2 separate regions of the Mus musculus genome follow, and region 1 is linked to region 2. The links are chromatin contacts, called in public Micro-C maps. All regions are on one chromosome and are shown on one strand. Each heading gives the region's core, a stretch centred on a gene start, on an enhancer-like site or on the middle of the called end of the contact. The rest is flanking DNA. Distances are from core to core; before and after follow the strand shown.

Region 1 (3,669 bases), core at 948-3,447, 260 kb after region 2:
CTGTAACAATAACACCAACAATAATAAGCCCCAACACTTTCACAGTACTAAAAACATGCCTCATATCTGGGTCTACTACGCATGTTGTCTGATCATGAGTTCTTACAATCCTTACTTAAAACAATATCAAGCATCTTACTGTAAGCAATTTGTCCAGGGCTACACAGTTAGCAGGTGATAAAGTGGCATTTGGTCTAGAGTGTTTGGCCCCAGAATCCATGCTCTTTGCCATACTATTGGGCTGCTTCCCTGTGATGGTTTCTGTTCTTGTTGTTCCCCAAACCTGGTGAATCATTCCATTTTATTTATACTGTTTGTGGTGGTTTGAACAAGCTTGGCTCAAGGGAAGTGGCACTATTAGGAGGTGTGGCCTTGGAGGAAGTGCATTACTGTGGGGGAAGGCTTTAAGGGCTCATGCTTAAGCTTTACCCAGTGTGGAATTTCAGAGGCTCCTCCTGGCTGCCTGTGGAAAACAGTTGTCTCCTCCTTCTGCTGCTTTCCAGTCAAGATGTAGAACTCTTGTCTCCTCCAGCACCATGTCTGCCTGAATGCTGCTATGCTTCCTGCATGATGATAATGGACTAAACCTCTGAAACCATCAGCTTTAATTAAATTCTGTCTTTTATAGAAGTTGCCTTGGTTATGGCGTCTCTTCACAGCAATGGAACCCTATGACACTTTTCTTTTCAATTTTTATTAGCTCTTTGAGAATTTCATACAATATGTTTTGGTCATATTTACTACCCCAAGTCTTCCCAGATCTACCTTCCTTTGCTTAGCTGCCCAACTTAGTGTTGATTTTGCCTTGTTCCTCCTCCCCCTCCTCCTCTTCCTTCTCTTGTTGTCATCCCCCTTTCCCTCCCCCCTCCCCTCCTCCTCCTCCTCCTCCTCCTCCTCCTCCTCTTCTTCTTTCTTCTTCTTCTTCTTCTTCTTCTTCTTCTTCTTCTTCTTCTTCTTCTTCTTCTTCTTCTTCTTCTTCTTCACCAATCAAATCTAGTTTGTTCTACTCATGTACTTCTAGCTATCTGGCCTTCCACTGGACCTTAGTTGACCTACCAGGAGCTACATCCTTTAAGAAAACTGACCCCCCTCCCCCGGCTGCAGCTATTAGATGACAATAGCTACACAGTTAAGTGTGTGTGTGTGTGTGGGGGGGGTCGTTGAATAACCTCCCTTTTCCAGGCTGGGATTTTGTCTGGCTTGAGCTTTTGCAAAGGTCCTGTGCACACTCTCACAATCCACTGTGAGTTCTTATGTGTAGCTACCCTTTGGTGAAGGGATGAATACTATTTCCTTGTAGCTGTCTACCTCTTCTACAAAGATTCCTGAGCCTTGGGAGAAGAAGTGTGATGGAGATGTTCTACTTAGGGCGGAACATGCCAAAGTTTCTTCCCTACACTGTGACAGACTGTGAGTCTCTGTATTAACTGCCAACCACTGAAGAAAGAAGCTCCTTTGATGAGAGTTAAGAGATGCATGCACATCCAAGAGTGGTTCCTTCCTTCAGCCACTGTCCACAGAAGCAGGGACAAACAGATGCGGTCAGCATCCTCAAGAGAGACTTCACAATAAAAGTCACTAGGTCTGGAATGAACAGTGGGTCCTGCAGAGAGAGCAAACCTGACGGTTGTAAGAGGGAGAGGAAGGGGTTAAACAGGAGGTAACCAAGGGGACTGCAGCTCTGTGTCTCCTGACACTCAGAATTCCCTTATTGTGCTGAAGCAGCTTTGAAGCTGAACCAGGTTCTGTTTCAGAGGCTGGTGCCTGATCACATCCCAATTGTCACACACACACACACACACACACACATCCTGAACAGAACATCTGCGACTCCCTTATAAAAACATTTACATTGTGGTTTTGAGCCCTTCCCTTGGGATTTTCCAAAGCATCATGGGAAGAATTTTCCTAATAGCCATATCCAGTATATCATTGTTTGAGAGGTAACGGGGGAAAGCCACCTGACCCTGGAAATGAACCACTCAACCCATAAAGAATCCTAAGATTTCCTAAAAATCCACAATGCCCAGCCCAGTGTGCTACTGAACCCCTAGACCCTGCTTTCTAGTCTCTCTCTGGAGTGTAAGCTTTGGGGTGTTTTAACTGGAGCTCTGGCCTGACTCCCTTGCTGTGAGAAGAGCTGGGGTGAAGCCTTCACCTGCTGACAGATGGACAGCAGGTTGGTACTGAGAATGGGGAACTGAGAGAAGACGTGGGGTGGAGCCCCTTCCAGGCACAGGGCTAGAACAGTGCTTTAGATCACAGGAAGATAACCCTGAACACTAGGCTTAAAAGTATGGAATTTTGGCTGGCATGTACCTCAGTGGTAGAGTTTTAAGTTATACAAGGGCCAGAGCCTGAGTCTGTGTGAAGTCTTCACATAGCCAGTGTTACAGAAAAAATATAAACATGTATGAACACACACACAGGGAAAGCTTTGATACATACATAGCCTCGGCTATCAGAATGATATCTATTATCTTTTCCCCCATTTTTCTATATTGGAATTTTTTCTCAAGTGAGAAGGTATCATTCATTTTACGTTCAGAAAAAGAGAAACACTACTATTATCTTTAGAAAAAAAAAGCTTTCATTTTTTTTCTTCACAGAATTCCAAAGTGCAGCCAGCATCTAATTAAGTCACAGGTTAGTGTGCTGTGGGTGACTGTGGAAGACCCCTGTAACCCAGGCAACCTGAAGGAGCGGACACTGTGTTCTCCAAGACAGTCTGAGAGACACCCCTTGGCTCCTACTTCCGTGAGATCAGCCTGAGGAGCTGGTTGGCTCCAAAGTAAATTTGGCCCTTTGCTTCTGTTTTCTCTGAGCCAAATAGTCCTCGGCAGCATTTTCTCTCTCTGCTTCCTTCTCGCGCACACACACAAGAAATACCAGACACTTCAAAGATTTTACTGAAATGTAGAATAAATACAGAAAAGTGTGGCTCACCATACTTTTAATACTGTCTCTGCCCATTCCTGGTCTCCTCCACGAAAGACTTGCAAAAAGTGCATTTTTTTTCAAAGCTTAGTTCACATTGAATCACTTATGTCCAAATGTCTCAAACTCAGCTAAGCCAGGCCTGCAAAGATGGTTAAGTCTTCAAGGAAGCCAGGAAGCCACCGTCCAGATTAAATCCAGGTTTGGCAAAGACCACCCACACAAAAATAGCAAGACAATGGCAAGGGACCTATAGTGGATTTCATGGAGGCCAAGGAGGTAAGAGAAAAAAAGTGAGGAATAGGGCCAGGCAGTGTTGGTGTATGCCTTTAATCCCAGTGCTTGGGAGTCAGGGGCAGGTGACCTGTGGATCTCTGTGAGTTTGAGGACAGCTTGGTCTGCATCATGAGTTCCAGGACAGCCAGGGCTACCCAGAGTAATCCTGTCTCAGGAAAAAACAAAACAAAGCAGAAAGCAAACAAACAAACAAAGGAAGAAGACTAGGAAGGCTGTAGGGGGTGGGTCAGAATAGTGTTATTGTTTTTCTAAACTAAAAAAGGTTCTAGGAGAGGAGGTGACGTCCAATGTCTAAGCAGGGCTTTGAATCTGCCAGATAAATGACAGAGTAGGAAGAAAGGTCAATGAAGAGAGAACAGCAAGTTCAAATACCCAACGAAGAGAAAATAGGGCACAAGTGGGCTCTAGCAATGAAGTGATCTGGGTGACAGGGAG
Region 2 (3,720 bases), core at 834-3,333:
TATTTGTTGTTGTTATTTTTTGTCTTTTCCAGACAACAGGGTTTCTCTGTGTAGTCCCGGCTGTCCTGAAACGCACTCAATAGACCAGGCTGCCCTCAAACTCAAGAGATCTGCCTGCCTCTGCTTCCCATGTGCTGGGACCACCACCCAGGTACAATGTAGCTCTTTCATGGACTGTTATCCTTACAGGGATGGGCTTTTCCATTGATGTAGTCACCTTTGTGTCACCCGAGCTCATGGAATCAGCCTCCTACTCACATTCCTATAAGTAATCCCCTGAAACTATTTTGTTCATCAAGCTAGATTTAGAAAGCTGCATATTTAGTTTAATGTCAGCGAACATTAGACATTTGCTCACATCTCCACAGGGGGGAAAAATCACACAGCAATGGACATCCATTTCAATTCAATGTGGCACTGGTCAGAGACCTATTTCACCTATTCTCTGGGTTCTGGAGGCCAGAGCTGGGTTCAACTTTGGGGCTTCAGTAACTATGTGACCTCTGGCAAGCCTGCACCACACAGTTAATCATTGATAAGATATTAGAAAGCTCTTGTTGGTAAGTTCATATAAAAAATCCGCTTAGAACACATGGCGTAGAGCCTTATCACACCGCTGCCCGAACTTTGTGGATGTACAAGGAACGAGAAGGAGTACGGGTAGCCAGCCCTGTGCTGGTTTGCAGACACAGAAGCTGGATTCAGAGTGATAAGGCCATGAGTGCCCATGCTGGTAAAATAGGCAGCTCGGGGACAGCTAGGAGCTCCCAGGAGAGAGAACTCAAGTCTCAAGCTAACACCATCCTCAGTAGCCTGTCTGCCTCTGAGCAGGAAAGCTGTGGAGCCCAGGAGACTGTAAAGGGGAGAACTGGCCATCTTAGACTTCTCTAGTACTCCAACACTGCTTGCTTCAGTTTTCCGTGGTTTCTCAGTGGTCTTTCTGAATGAACTCTTTCTACACCTTCGCCGTGTAGAGGTCAATTTCAATTTCACCTTCCCCTGCCCATCCTCAGTGTATGCTATATTTTGTGGTGAGAAAATTACTAAATTAAAGTTCATTTGTCAGGGCTGGGGAGATTGGTGAGTGGTATAAAGCATCGGTTGTTTTGGCAGAGGCACTCCCTCTTTGCAGAGTTTAATTCCCTGCACCCAGCCCGTATGGCAGCTCACAACCCTTTGTAACTCCAGTGACAGGGAAGCCAACACCTTCTTTTGACCAACTCCACGGTAAAGTGCTACACATACATTCATGCAGGCAAAACATTCATACACGTAAACTATTTTTAAAAGGCCATGTGTCCACATACCTATTCTTCCAACATCTGTGCAGCCATTCTTTCATCTCTCCGTCCATCTACCTAACAACCCGCACACAATTAATACGCATCCTTTGATGGTAAAAATGTCCCAGAGGCGCTATTCTTCCTTGGTCTATTCTCTACCCACTTTTGGTTGAATCCAGGAATGTAATTGATCAAAAGGACCAGCGTTGTGTTTGTCCCTGATAGCACAGGGATACACTACAGCCAATTTTTCTCCCCCTTAGATGATTTTTGTTTGTTTGTTTGTTTTTTAGTTGTTTTAAATAAAATGCACTGAGTACCGGTATCGTGTCTAAAGAGCCAGGAAAGTGTGGAGGTTAGAGATTTTAGGAGCTAGCGGCCTTCCAAGCAGCGATTTAGGATTAGGTGATAGAGAAGGGTGTTCTGGGACTGAGCAGGGATTTCAGCAGGAAATAAATGCTCTGTCCCGTGGGTGTCCCCAGGGCATTGTAGCCTCTCAGAAGGTCCAATCAGTGCGCTCAGACTCAGAGCCCTAGGCTCCTGCTCTTTAAATTACCGAGCCTTGTGGAGACCCCGGCACCTGGCCTTAAGCTCAGCCCTGAGTAAGTACGTTTCTGAAGGAGTCGGTGTTCCTTTAGTTCCATCCCCAAACCTCTGCCAGAGACCCTAGAGGACGCAACAGGTTCCCAGAGTCCTGGAGTCCCGTGGTCCTGACTCAGGCACCCTTAGCCAACCCGGGGCGGAGCAGTGGGACGGGCTCTCACCCAATCACTCTTGTGGTGCCCTGGGGCTGGACCTTAAATAATTCATGAATTAAGTGGAAGGAGCCCAGCTTAGAGGCGAGGGGCTGGAGGGTTCCGAGACCCGGAGGAGAGCTGGACCGGAGAGGTGAGTTGCTCCGAGTGCCGACCCAGCGCGGGGCGCTGAGCTCCCCCTCTTCTAGAACACCCAGGGCAGGGATGAGGAGTGGAGAAGCTCGAGCAACGTCTTCCTCTGCCTCCACAGCAGGTGGCGGGAACCTAGTTTGTCTTCCCGAAGCTGGAGGGGCTGCAGGGTGGTGTGGGTCTCGGCCAGTGGGCGAGCCCAGGGTCTGGAGGACTGGTTATAGAGCGTGCAAACTTTTTCCCGCGGCGGTGGCCGGCTCCTCTCCGCGGCACATTGCTCCGCTCCGGTACTCCTTCCATCCTGTGGAGGGGTGGAGGTCGCTGGGTTCCGGAGACAAGAGCAGGAGGCGGTGAGACTTTCAGGCCACCGGCCCGCTTTCGGGAAGGGCGGCGAGAGGAGGTTCGGTCTGGGTCTTGAGAACTCTTTTGCGGTAAGGAAAACTCCAGGAAAGGCCAAGGTGGGGGGTAGGCTGGGGGAGGGGGACAGGACGTGGGACTCCCGGCCACCAGCCACCATCTGCTACCTATGTGCAGCTCACAGTGCTACTGGCCGCAGCGGGAGGGCGATGCCGGTGCAAGGGCAAACCGCCTCCCTGCGGCCGTTGCCAAGCGCACGCACCCGGGCTGGAAGTCCTGGCTCCAGTCAGCCCTTAGGGTCACACAGCACCGAGAATTTCAGCTTTCCTAGAGATGGAGAGCAGGAGCGCTCAGGGCATACCTTGACAGAATGCGGGGACCAGGGACAACAAAGAGGAATGTGGACTGAGCAGAGCTTCGTGGCTGCTGGAGGATCGGGGCTCGAGCTAAGTTCCCGAGAATGGGTCGGAGAGGTTCCAATCCTCAACCCGGCGTTCAAACAGGACTGGGTGGGGAAATGCCTTGGTGGCGCTCCGGACTACAGGACTCAGGGGCGATCCCCTCCCCCAGGCGACGGCGGATTCCTGGAGGCTCCCAGCTTCGCGCGCCGCCTCGCAGTCGGTTCTTTTGTGTTCCGCAGCCCGGGAAAGGCCCCTGAGAAGGGGGGAAGGTGGGCAGGAGGGCGCCGGGTCTGGCGGCAGCTTGTAGGGAAAGGCAGCGGAGCAAAGGTACCGGCGCTTCCTGCAGCTACTGCTTCCTCCGGGAGCTCGCTCTGTTGCTCTCTTGTTCAGTTGTGGACTTTTCTCATGCCCAGGCGGAGAATGGTTTGCTCGGCTTCTTGTGGGCGGTTGCTGGCCTTTGTTAAGCAAGCGAACGGTTAAAGTCCTTTGTGGACCCCTCCACCCTAACTCACTAGAGACCCAAACAACTTGAACAATGAATTTGCTTTGAGCCATGTGAGAACTTTTTTGATTGACCAATTGAATATTGGCAAATTCATACAGTCCGGCTTGGCGGACTACTTATTTTTCTTATTCATTTGTGAATTTACCTCTTTGAAGCACTACGGAGCTGGCGTCTGTCTGCATGGAGCCTAAGAGGTTCACGGTGGCTCGTCTGGAGCATCAGAACTTTATGAACAGCACACACTGTGCTGAGTTCTTTACCTGTTAGCATGTTAACCCGTCAACCCCATG

Evidence for each region. Hi-C and Micro-C count contacts between places; a contact is called where the count stands out from the background.
Region 1: a Micro-C map of B cells shows a contact between it and region 2, with 8 times the contacts expected there. The contact joins the enhancer-like site here to the promoter of Prom1 in region 2. A contact is called at or near these places in 6 of 39 promoter capture datasets (cranial neural crest, embryonic stem cells, pre-B cells and 1 more), 3 of 15 datasets of contacts at CTCF or cohesin (embryonic stem cells, large pre-B cells and pro-B cells), 27 of 484 Hi-C or Micro-C datasets (B cells, the C10 cell line, CD8 T cells and 11 more), 10 of 115 datasets of contacts at active chromatin or transcription factors (bone marrow-derived macrophages, embryonic stem cells, large pre-B cells and 2 more) and 3 of 9 other capture datasets (adipose tissue, liver and macrophages).

What each region holds. Positions count from the first base shown.
Region 1 is chr5:43,844,374-43,848,042 of GRCm38.p6, reverse strand. No RefSeq gene overlaps it. Among named protein-coding and RNA genes, the nearest start is that of Cd38, 23 kb to the left of the region's middle. Within about 2 kb of position 2,197, at least 22 of the 459 cell types and tissues checked have an H3K27ac peak or open chromatin away from gene starts, as enhancers often do. A contact at or near this core is called in B cells, adipose tissue and pro-B cells, where this site is marked.
Region 2 is chr5:44,100,099-44,103,818 of GRCm38.p6, reverse strand. Prom1 (prominin 1) reads left to right here and starts at 2,083. Exons shown (of 28, transcript NM_001163577.1): 1 at 2,083-2,171.